Linked DNA regions of Ovis aries: all the other regions are linked to region 1. The links are chromatin contacts, called in public Hi-C maps. All regions are on one chromosome and are shown on one strand. The core of a region is the stretch at or near the end of the contact, and the rest is flanking DNA. Distances in the headings are between cores, read along the strand shown. Region 1 overlaps ITGA9 (integrin subunit alpha 9). Region 2 overlaps GOLGA4 (golgin A4). Region 3 holds the start of ITGA9 (integrin subunit alpha 9).

Region 1 (4,017 bases), core at 559-3,058:
AGCAAGGATTTAGAGTGTCTGCACTGTCTCTCACAGGTGGCTCTTCTGAGTTCAAGTTTACATGTGTCATACTTGTTACCAACAAAGTGACGGCGTCATATCCTGTAGGAATTATTTTTTCTCAAGTGGAGTGCAGTCAGTATTAGTCTTGAAAACTCTGCGCCCACTGGCAGTTAACTGTAAAGCTTCTCTTAGAAACAGCCTTGCAAACTCTCCACCCCACTCCAGAGCAGCAGGGTCTCCAGAGCCCCGTTCCCAACACAACCTGTGTGTAGTCTCTTAGATGGAAGGTTGGAGCTGCCACTGATGTCTGTCCTTTTTCTCTGGAGCCCAAAGACAATTTCTTAAAACATGGTCCATTCTCATGACTAGAGTGCTGGATAAACAGCACAGGCCATGCACTGCATGTAAGTTGTTGGGGTTACCACTCATGTCACAGATATGAGAGATGTGAAATTTATTACAACTATTTCCAGCAGATGGCAGTCAAGTATCTTTTTCTAACAAAATCAGATTTTCTGAATTTTCTGACAGATGGAAGTAAAGCTTCTGGAGGACAGGGTGCTGTTTACTTATTTGCACCAAGGTGCCATGGGCTTCCCAGGTGGCTTAGTGGATAAAGAATCTGCCTGCAATGCAGACAACGCATGCAGACACGAGTTTGATCCCTGGATTGGGAAGACCCTTTGGAGGAGGCCATGGCAACCCACGCTAGTATTCTTGCCTAGAGAATCCCACAAATGGAGAAACCTGGTGGGCTTCAGTCCATAGGGCTGCAAAGAGTTGGACATGACTAAAGCGACTCAGCACGCACGCATGCACCAAGGCACCATATAGTCTAGAGCTGGATCCGTCAAACCAACGTTTCTTATGTGATCAAATGAACTCCATTTCAGAAAAAGAGACTGTCACCTTCATGCTGTTGTTTACAGCCTGATTTTGGCTTTTGGCAGACAGCCCAAAGCTTAGGCTCTGAGTTTACCAAGCCATGGCCCCCTAAACAACTGTGACATGCCAGGCCTGCCCAGTGCCATAGGACCTAGTCAGAAGGGCAGGACAGGAGAGGCAGTGCACGGGGAGCCTGGAGTTGTGATTACTGCTCATGAGCAGGTCACCTCCTGGCTCTAAACCCCAGTGTCTCTGTCTCCGCCCAAGAGACGGATGGCATTCTCAGAACTCTTCTAGCCCTGAAACATGATGAAGGCTTTTTATGTTGGTTCCCAAGGCAAACTCAGCACTGCAGCTTATGAAGCACACAGCTGTGTACCCAGCTCTCACACGCAGAAGGCTCAGGGCACAAAGTCCTTACCCAGTATCAATTTTTCACAAAGAGTTTTCGGGAATGTTAATTTTGAATTTTTATATTAAAGTATGGATATATTATAAAGTATAAAGAAGTCTAAAACTCTTAAACACAAAGATAAATCAAGACTATAAAGGCACTTCTCCCCTGCAGCAGGCCTACACTTTCACCCTCATTAGTGTTCATGGTTAATTTGGGGAAAATCTTGAAGAGATGCTGAACAAACTTATATTTTCAGGGCAGGTTGAGCCCATGCTGAGGGTGCTGGGAAATGATCCATGATGAGTTAAATCAGACCCTAAGTAGCCCCTCATTCAATGCTAAGCCAGTGGAGTCTGTGTTTTCCTACACTTTTCCTGGGAACCTTCGAGTGCCTGCTTTGCACTTGAGGGGCAAAAGATTCTGTTTATAATTGATCTGTCTGTAGCAGAGGAAACACTCATGGAAACCCTACAGGAAGGGAGACTCCAGCCAAACTTGGCTCTGCTGGAAGCTGAGAGAGCAGGGGCTTTTCTGGCTTCTTGTCTGTGTTGCTCCAGAGGGGGCCTGTAGTACCATGGGCGGCTCCCTCAGACCTGACAGATTCACACAACTTTCTCATGCAAACTTGTATCAAAAACCTGCCAGAAAATTCCTAGGGAAACAGCCGGTTTCCCCTTGAATAGCCCTAATTAGGAAGACTGTGAGAGGCCTGGGGCCAAGGAAGAAGTGAGAATCACCGGGTTCTGGGGTTCCACAGCTTGCAGCATCAGGTTCCTCCTTCCCAGCCCAGTCTGGGGTGAGTGAGGAACAGCTGAACAACCCCATGGTGCTTGGTCTTTAGGGAGACCCTCCACCTACTCCTCCCTGGCCTTTGGGATGCCTCCCGGGTAGCTATTCTAAGGGCCTCAGACATACTCCTTCTTTGGACTAACTCAGGGCCTCATGTTTATCAGCCCTTTCAAGTTCCTTGACTATTTACATAGCACGTCTCTGTCTCGAGATGTCAACAGTGCAACATCAACCCAATATTTACTTCCAAACATAAATAAGTCTCCACCGAGTGTCTCTGGCACATGGTTTCAATTGAGCCAGTGCAAAGGGGGTGTATATATGTGTGTGCCTGTGCATTTTCTTTTTCTCTGCAGGAGAAGCAAGGAAGGGTTCTCCTAGCCCAGCTGGAGGGAAGGTGATAACCCCCCAATGACTCCTGGAGGGGCTGCCAAACCTACACAGCCTCTGAGCCTTTTCATAGATTTCTTTTTCTAAGTGCTTCTGCTTGAGGTTTGCAGCAATGCTCTCAAGTGAAAACCAGGCACCCAAAGCCAGCTCCAGAGCAGCAGGCTCTTAGAACAGGTTCGGCGGACAGAGGGTTCGAGTTGGCCTTTCTGAAGAGGATGGCAAACCCGCTGCGTGGCCCACCTCTACAACACCTGAGAGCAGACAAAGCTGGCAGGTCCTGGGCCTTTTGGGAAGAGGCTGGCCATGGTTTTGACCAGGTGATGGCACTGCCCTTTGCTCCAGGCCATCTCATTGGCAAAAGGCGCCAAGAGGAGGGAGGGAACGGTTCTTGGGTTGGAAGCAGAAGAGAAGGATGAAGTTTTCTCCTTCACCAAGTGGTGGCCTGTTTGTTTTGGCAAATTGTACAAGGGAGCAGGCAGAAGAGGAGAGAGAAGTCTGGGGCCCTCAATGAGGCTTTTCCTCTTGAAGTAAAAACATCCCAGCATCTCTACTCTTTCACCACTTGACTCAAAGGCTGGCTTGACGAGCTGAAGGCACTCCTTAAAGGTGCAAGTCCCATACACCATCTGAACAATAATGAAACTTCCTCCTATAAACAGGCCTTTATGACTGTCTTGAAGAGGCCCCAGGGCCAGGCCATTTCAAAACCAATCGGGAGCCAAAGGAAAGGAGAGGGGACTCATTTGAATTTTTCTCCCTTAAAAGAGTTTCCTATTTCAAAGTTTTCTTCCTGCATGGTGGTTTGGCAGGCTACTGTAATCCTTGCACAGAAAGTTTAAATTATGGCTCCCAATGTCTGCTAACAGCCTGGCTCTGGGAAAGCTGATTAGGATCCATTTCAGATTGAAGAAGGATCTGGTTAGCTGGGGGGCCCTCACTGTGGATTTTGTGTCAGAGCCAGGATCTGCCGCTGCGGAGCAGGAGAGAGTGCCTGACATGCCAGCAGCCAGCCTTCTGTAAGGCCCAGAGGCAGAGAAGGGGGCAAGCACGAGGCAAGGAGCCTGGAGTTCGGCTCTGGAGAAGGCATTTGCTGACCCCACAAGAGGCTTCTGTTTAAGACAAACAGGCGATGATGGGCATGTTGGTGGCACCATGGTGACCCGTAGGCGGAGCCAAGAGCTGGTGGTACAGGCTCTTTACCTGGCCCAGAGCTGCACATGCTGGGCTCACTCACCATCTCTGGTCACTTAATTGCTTTTCCCAGACTCTTCAAGATAGAGAGAGGGCTCTGTTACTTATTACCTCTGTCATTTCATCCTGAGTTGGCTACCTAGCAAGGATCCAGTAAAGTTTGCTGAGTGAAGGCACTGGCCAGCTCCCAAGTATAGGGCATGCTGCCCTGTAGGCTTGTGTGGCATAAAAAGTCCATCCACACTGGGCCAGCTGTCTTGTTCACTTCCAGTACCAAGTCACTATCCGCATACATTTTGGGGAACAATATTTGGGGCTCATGAACTCAAGGCACTGGCAAGCAACCATATGCAGCAGTGTCA
Region 2 (4,017 bases), core at 1,118-3,617, 430 kb after region 1:
AACCATTAGACAAAATTCAGTTGATGCACAAAACTAACTTTCATTATAGATTTTAAAGGACAACATCCTCAATATGGAATCAGTATGCTACAATTTTCTATCATTAACCCAATAATTATGACTACAAATATAATTTCAAAAATATCTATAAAAGCACTCATTGTTATCCAAAGACTTTCCAAAGTAAATATTTCTATTAAATAACTATAAATCTTAATTCCCTCTTTAAGTATTTATTAATTTTAAATACTTTGACAGTACAATACACAAATAAGTTTTTTAACTCATAGGCTATTAAATATTTATAAAGTTTTACAAAAATCATATTTAAAGGCAAAATACATAAAAGGTACAAACTACCATGTATAAGCACAAGGAATATAGCCAATATTTTATAGTAACTATAAATGGAATACAACATTTAACAATTGTGAATCACTATGTTATATACCTGAAACTTATGTATCAACTATACCTCAACTAAAAAATAAACAAATAAAGACAAAATATATCTGGAGTTTCAGAGAAGTAGGAGAAGGAGGGCTATATTACGAAACAGTTGACTGCAACAGCAGCCTGGGAAATTTTTATCCTACATATGAATTAACTGTATGTTTCACCTGCCTTTTCATCATTCACCTCATTTTATTTGTTATTCATGGGTTTCTATCCCGTCACCAAGATACACCTCAATTTAAAAAGGAAATGTAACCCTTCACCAGCATTATTTTCTCTCAGCTGGCTACAACAGTCAACAAAAGCAACAATAAAAATGAAAAGGCTCGACATGAGAAGCTCAGACTTTGGAATAGGTTTTTCTGTTCACAGAAACCAGTGTTTAACAGCATCTCATAAGTCTCCAACTGCTTCAAGGAAGTTGTTAGAGATTATAACCTGAGAGATTTTGCTACTAATGCTCTCTAAAAGGAAATCTTCTTAGGTTTAAAATAACTGCAAGGAGATATTTCGGAGCACATCTAGTGTGAACCAACTACCCCTCTCATTCAGACCCATTCCTCTCCTTAAACCTTACAATCTGGTTTCTAAAATCATTTCTGAAACTGCATTCTAATAATTGAATCCTCACGCAAATTAAAAGAAATTTTAAAAAATCTTCATCCCACCTTCTGCATTTTTGGAAATGCCTCCTATATTCCCCAGAAGCCTAAGTGGCCACTATTCCTATGACATCCCAAGTTAACTTTTTTCTTGTCATTTACTTCTCTTCACCAAATGCAAGATCTCTATGTTAAGAGCACAGACGCCAGATGCAAAATGCCCAGATTCAAATCTCAACTACCCATTTAGTTTCTGTGGGTGAATCTAAGCAAGTTACTTAACTTCTATGTTCTTAAGTTTTCCTGTCTCATTCCTTATTTGTAAAATGAGAACAACAGTATACAGGTCACAGAAATGTTAAGGATGAAATACACACACATACGTGAGTGAATACAAGCAAGGCACTCATGACAGCCTTGCAGAAAGTGACAGCTGGCCATCAGCAGCAGGTGCCACCACTGCTGCCAGCAGAGCAGTCTCAGAGAAATCAGCCTCTTGCGTAATGTGACCCACAGACTGCAACCTCAGGCTAATGACTCCAGAAAGACGATCCAATGTCTTATTTCCAAATTTCCACAAGTCAATTCCATCTGGAAAGCGCATAATTGGCTCAAATTCAGAGAATCTAAGCAAACTCATCGTTCACTCCATTCCTCAGTATCCCCACTTAGACTCCCTTTCTTCTGGAGTCATGTGATTCATTCAGTCTCCACACCTTAAATCTCTGATGTCTTCTTAGACTCCTGCTTTTCTTCTGCCCCTTCAAGCTGGCTGGATACCAAATTCTGCAGAATCAACCCCTCCTCTTCTTCCCAGATCCACCATCCTAGACAAGGCGGCCAAAGCTCTCAGTTTCCAAAACCTGGGTTTCTACCTTTGCTCTTAAGTTCAACTTTGCACTTCGTTTCTTTTCTACATACAACACTGGTTTCCATCACATTTATACTTTCCTATTACGGGTTTCCTAACACGGAAAACACACCAAAGTCTAAACTCAGCTACTCAGTATCTTTACAGACTTTAACAGTCAGTTCCTTCACAATCCAACTTCATTTTCCACTTCAGCAAGAATGATTTCCAGCTGACACACACACCACCTATGGTCACTGTGCCTGCTTATGATCTAGAATCTGAAATGTGTGTTGCCCCGCCTGTCTGTGTAGGCCCATTCTATTCACTACCTGAGGCCCAACTCAAAACTCCCATCCTCATGAACCTGGAGGTCCCATTCTCTCTGCTCTCACCCCTTTCAAGCACCTCTCCTTTCCTGTCTTGCCTTACTCAGTATCATACCCTGCTGAACACTGTGCGGGTCTCAACACTTCACAGCCTAGCATTTGTTGGGTCAGAACACAATGCTGCTCTGTATAATGCTGAATTATTCCATCATTCTCTTAAAAAAGCAAACTGTATTTTATACTTTTTGTTTATCCCCAAGCATCCATAAGGTAGCAGTTATTTAGTATGTACCACACTGTGCCTACCTGGGCTCTTCCAAAATGTACACCTAAATTTTGACAGCCCAAGGCAATGGTCACCAAACATTTTTCACAAAGAGCCAGATAATAAATACTGCAGGCTTTGCAGGGTTCTATATAATAGGCCCAGCATGAGCTGCATTACCAGCACAGGCCATAGTTTGCCAAGCCCTGCCTCTTCTAAAGAACAGCCTACTACGTCTTTATAAAGAGGCTCTAGAATTGAACATTTTTATCCATATTTAACTAATTTTTCTAAATGTTGGTTAGTCAAGCACTTCACATGACTTCTGAGTTCCAACATAAAACAAGTAACCCCTGATTTCTTACCAGCTCTTTCAGACTTTTCTTTCTGTTCCCGTAACTCCTCTCCCTGGGTAGTCATCTGTTTGATGCGACTGCGAAGTTGAGCAATTTCTTCTTCTTTCATTTCCAGGGTTTCATGCATCTGACGTTTTGTCTCTGCTATTACCATTCCCTAAATAGAAGCGCAGACTCTAAAGCGTTTACATAACAAAACTGCATTATTAAGAGCACACAACAAACTTACTTTCAAGGGCAGAAAACATAATGTTTCTTACTAAGTAGAGCATAAGAATTATTTCAGTATTTCACAAACTCAGGTCTGTGTCCTGAGTATATACTACACTATGTACTACAATAACTTCAGCTACCTAGAATATCAGGGTATTTCTAATATAAAAATTGTTTTAATAATAGTTTCAATCTTTAAACTGTTAAAAACACATTTTAGTTAAACGATTTATAATCTTTTCATAAATGCTTACTATAATTTTCCCTGTCTTAGTAAACAGTTTACAATAAATCAACAAAATACAGTCTTTTGTACTTGGCTCACAACCAACCATGATTACTGAACTGCGCTCTAACATAGGGGAAGACCCAAAGGCTGCCAAGAGCATAAGGTCACCGCTGCCACACTGGATGGACCGAGACTGTGGTACAGATCTACCTGGTTTTTCTCTTTCCTCTTGTGACAATCTCTGGTCCCAACACCACTCCTTATTACTGTCAGTGGGGCAATCCCATTCCTCCAATTTGCTAACTGTCTTCCCACTTTCTGGATAATCTACACAAGAAATGAAGGTCGCTGGGGGGAAATATAATCAAACAGTAGATGTTAAATCAGTCATTTGCAACTAACAAACAAAAAAAAAAAGTGTAGTTCAACTTGTCTCTTGAAAACTAAGACTCTGTGACAGCTAGTTTATGATATTAACAAGAGTATTACCTTACTTCTAGGGTTTGTCAACTCTTGTTTTAGGGTCTGACTCTTCCAGATGGCTAACATTAATGAACAGATTAAAAACCAGGTAAGAGGGGCATTATTATACAAATTTCAAAACAAAATCATGAGGCTTCAGTTTCCTCAAAAACCAACTCACAGTGGAAAGGGAGAGAGACAGAGAGAGAGAGGAGTGGAACCTACAGATTTAAAAAAGCCTTAAGAGTCACAACA
Region 3 (4,017 bases), core at 1,017-3,516, 360 kb after region 1:
AAAGCAGGCCAGGAACATCCCTGGTGGTCCAATAGTTAAGACTCTGTGCTTCCACTGCAGGGGGCCCAGGTTTGATCCCTGGTTGGGGACCTAAAGATCTCACATGCAGTGCGGCTTGGCCAAAAGACTTTTTTAAAAAAAGCAGACTGAACTCTTTTTCCAGGTCTTGACTCCCCCTACTTGCTCTGAGCTAAGGCAGCTTCCACCTGTGGCCCGTCAAAGTCCAGGAGGTAGGTCCTGGCAGCTCTCTGTATGGCAAAGGTCCTCCGGCATCAGTGATGCTTCAGCTTCCCTGCCTGCCCCTCCTCAGCAGCCCCCTGCCCTGACTAGTCCAATTTTTGACAGCCCTCCCCATACGCTTTGTGCCAAGGTCACACAGTCCCGGAGCCTAGCCTCGGATCCTGGGATGTGTTCTCTACATGCTCCTGCCCAGGCCACCTTCTCTACCAAATTCAAAGTCCACAGGGGACACTGAGTACACGGGAGGACACAGAAAAGGTGTCAGCCTGCTTTGCTGTCAAGGGGGGATTTGGCAATTGCAGGAAACGACAGTTGGCCTTTAACTCAGGAACTGGGGTAAACAGTAGGGAGGGAGACAGGGAACTGGTCAGGAGCTACACAAAGACCTTCAAAGCTGGTTCTCCTGGAGGCAGCTCTCCTAAACATCATGATTGTTAAAGGCCTGGCAGGTCACAAAGTTCCCGATTTTCCAGGAATGCTCAGGACTTGAATCTACTAACCCTCCCAGTTCCATCAGTCTCTGACCAATTCCAGGTGGAAATGCAAGCTGAGCACAGAGGAGGTCTGACTTTGCCCTTCCAGCCTGCAATCCCTTAAGGATGCTCACAATAAAACCAGTCCTGGACTAGCTGCCGCCTAGGCCTCCACTGGGGAACAATCCACGCCCTACCTCTTTGAGGAGTGCCTGACCTCTCCTGTGGTTGTTTCACTTGCTCTTATGCCCGACGAAAGGGCCAAGGAGAGACCAACCTCCCTGGTGCTTCTCCTCTGGGGTTGGCCACTCAAGCTCTGCACCCCTTTGCAGATAGTGCCTAATGAGGAGAGCTCCCACTCCTAGGGGCTCTCAGGGGGACATTCAGGGGGCAGCTGTCCTCCTCGGCCGCTATATAGTGCTTGTCTCCAGGGCAGCCGCCTCCATGTGCGATGAGACCCTGGCCGCCCCAGAAATCACTCACTAGCCAGCCCTACCGGCCTTGTCACTGAGCGTCCTGGATTGTCCGCCTTCCCTGCCTTCCCGACCCTCTCGGCTCGCTTCCCCAGAGGGGCTGATGAGCCTGAGGACCACTCAGCTGGCATCTCCCCCAGGCACACCGAGCGAGCCCACTCGCCCTCGCATTTCGCGGTTACGCTGCTTCCAGCGGCAGAGCCGGCAGGAGTGGCTTAAACCGAGGCAGTCGTAGTGGGGGGTGGGGGGAGTCACCAAGAGTTCTCGAAACTGAGAAGTCTGCCGGTCACCCCGGAGAGGGACTTTCGAGGTGCTGGCCCGGCCTCTGGAGCCCCGTGGAGGCAGAGTAACCAAGTTACTTCGCGACCCCGAGTTAAGCCGAGACTGCCTGGGAGGCCGAGGGGCAATCCCGGTGGTTCTCCCACCCGGAGAGGCGCCCGGCCCCCTCCGCCTGGGGAGCCCACCGGGTCGTCCGGGACCGGAGACTGTGTCTTCCCTCGTCCCTTCTTTTCCTAGGCGGCCGGGCTGCGCGCAACGGAGACATTTAAATCGCCCCCTCGGGACGGCGGCGTGGAGAGGCCGGAAAGGCGGCGGCGGCCTGGGGGCTGCAGCGGGACCCGGCCGGGCCGGGCTGCGGTCGGGGTCCGGGCCGGGAGGGCACTCACCAGCGCGTGTTGTCGTGGAAGTGCTCCAGCACCGCGTAGCCGAAGAAGGACCCGGCAGGACCTTGGAAGCGCACTGGGCGCTGCGGGTCCAGGTTGTAGGCGCCCGCAGGGGTCCCTGCAGCCACCAACGCCAGGAGCAGCGCGCGGAGCCCCCCGGCGCCCCTCTGCGCCGCCGAGCCGCCCATCCCCAGCTGGCCGCCGCCCTCCCCTGAGCCCCGCGAGCAGGGCGCCGAGCGCGCCGGCGGAGGGGCCGAGGGGTCCGCCGACGGCCGAGAGGCTCCTGGGGGCCGGAACCCTGCGCTCGGGCTCAGGCGGGACGCGGTGCCGGGCTGGGGGCGGTGGGCCGAGCGGGCGCCGTAGGAGAGCACAGGGGCGGCCCGGAGCGGCCGGCGTCCTCTGTCCAGCCGAGAAGTGTGCGCGCTCGGAGCGAGTGGGTCCCGGGCCGGGCGGCGCTGGACTGCGGAGAGGCGCGCCCGCGGGGTGGGCGGCCTGAGTGGCCGGCGGCGGAACGGCGCAGCAGCGCTCCCTGCGGGCCGCGAGCCCGGCACCACCTCCCGCGGCCGCGGAGGAGCCCAGAGACCCGCCCCAGCGCCGTGTCCCCGGCGAGCCCTGGGCGCCGGGCCCTGAGGCCACCCTACTTGTATTTTGTGTTTTTACTCATTTCTTGATATGTCTTTGTAGGAACCATTAATTTTATTAATTTTTTAAAGAACCCACTTTTAACGTTAATGATTTTTTCTGTAACGCATTTACTTTCCAATTTTAAAATTTTATCAATTTGTTTTTATCTTTCTTTTCTTCTACTTTCTCTAGATTTGCAACATTTTTCTCTAGTACCATGAGATGAACGCTTAGATTTTTAGCCTATTTTTGTTTTTCTAATATATATATTATTTGTAATATGCAGTATATATAAAATATTATATTGCTCCTTGAAAGAAAAGCTATGACCAACCTAGACATTATATTAAAATACAGAGAACTTACTTTGCCAACAAAGGTCTGTCCAGTCAAAGCTATGGTTTTTCCAGTAGTCATGTATGGATATGAGAGTTGGACCATAAAGAAAGCTGAGCACCAAAGAACTGATGCTTTTGAACTGTGGCGGTGGTGGAGAAGACTCCTGAGAATCCCTTGGACTGCAAGGAGATCCAACCAGTCCATCCCAAAGGAAATCAGTCCTGGGTGTTCATTGGAAGGATTGATGCTGAAGCTGAAATTCCAATACTTTGGCCACCTGGTGCGAAGAACTGACCCTGATGCTGGGAAAGATTGAAGGCAGGAGGAGAAGGGGACGACAAAGGATGAGAAGGTTGGATGGCATCACCGACTGTATGGACATAAGTTTGAGTAAGCTCTGGGAGTTGGTGATGGACAGGGAAGCCTGGCGTGCTGCAGTCCACGGGGTCGCAAAGAGTCAGACACGACTGAGTGACTGAACTGATGATACATGTGTATACACACACACTAAATTTCCCTGTGAGCACTGTTTGAGCTGTAACTCCCCAAGTTCCAACATGCTGAAAATTTTGTTGTTCAGTCACTAAGTCCTGCTGTTATTCTTTGCCATCCCATGGACTGTGGCCTGCCAGGCTCCTCTGTCCACATGCTCATAAAAAAAGATATGAGAGAGTTCCCTGGTAGCCTAGTGGTTAGGACCCTGCGCGTCCAAGACTATTGCCCAGGTTCAGTCCCTGGTCAGGTAACTGAGATCCAGTAAGCCACAGATCATGCCCCCCTGACAAAATAATAACAATAATAGAAATGAGGAAACTAAGGCACTGAGGAAAAGTGATTTATCTGAGTGTCCCAGGATGAATAGCAAGGATTCAAAAAGAGGTCTGAGTGGGGAGGGGGCAGGGATAATATGGGGGTAGAGGAGTGGGAGATACAAACTACTAGATGTAAAATATGCTTAAGGATGTATTTTGCAACATGGGGAACAGTCAATATTTTATAGTAACTGGAGTGTAACCTTTTGAAATTATATTTTTAGAATTTTTTTAAAAGAATGACATAATCAAAAAAATTAATAAAATATAAAACAAGTAAGCAATAAGTAAAATTAATAATGCCCCCCCCAAAAAAGAGGTCTGGATGTTTACCTGAAACGTTAGTTATGGTTACAGTTGAGATTGTGGGCTGTTCTTGTTGACTTACGCATCA

The links. A called contact is a pair of places that touch in the nucleus more often than the background predicts.
Region 2: a contact with region 1 is called in a Hi-C map of hypothalamus, with 5 times the contacts expected there. The contact joins two enhancer-like sites. A contact is called at or near these places in 4 of 16 Hi-C or Micro-C datasets (hypothalamus, muscle, skin fibroblasts and 1 more).
Region 3: a contact with region 1 is called in a Hi-C map of hypothalamus, with 6 times the contacts expected there. The contact joins the promoter of ITGA9 here to the enhancer-like site in region 1. A contact is called at or near these places in 7 of 16 Hi-C or Micro-C datasets (hypothalamus, mesenteric adipose tissue, muscle and 3 more).

Annotation. Positions count from the first base shown.
Region 1 is chr19:11,291,207-11,295,223 of ARS-UI_Ramb_v3.0, reverse strand. All of the region lies in intron 27 of ITGA9 (integrin subunit alpha 9), which reads right to left. Among named protein-coding and RNA genes, the nearest start is that of CTDSPL, 45 kb to the left of the region's middle. Within about 2 kb of position 1,808, at least 11 of the 54 cell types and tissues checked have an H3K27ac peak or open chromatin away from gene starts, as enhancers often do. A contact at or near this core is called in hypothalamus, where this site is marked.
Region 2 is chr19:10,857,916-10,861,932 of ARS-UI_Ramb_v3.0, reverse strand. GOLGA4 (golgin A4) reads right to left here. Exons shown (of 22, transcript XM_060402790.1): 9 at 2,868-3,015. Among named protein-coding and RNA genes, the nearest start is that of GOLGA4, 53 kb to the right of the region's middle. Within about 2 kb of position 2,367, at least 5 of the 54 cell types and tissues checked have an H3K27ac peak or open chromatin away from gene starts, as enhancers often do. A contact at or near this core is called in hypothalamus, where this site is marked.
Region 3 is chr19:10,932,319-10,936,335 of ARS-UI_Ramb_v3.0, reverse strand. ITGA9 (integrin subunit alpha 9) reads right to left here and starts at 2,266. Exons shown (of 28, transcript XM_004018225.5): 1 at 1,852-2,266. The coding sequence starts at 2,036.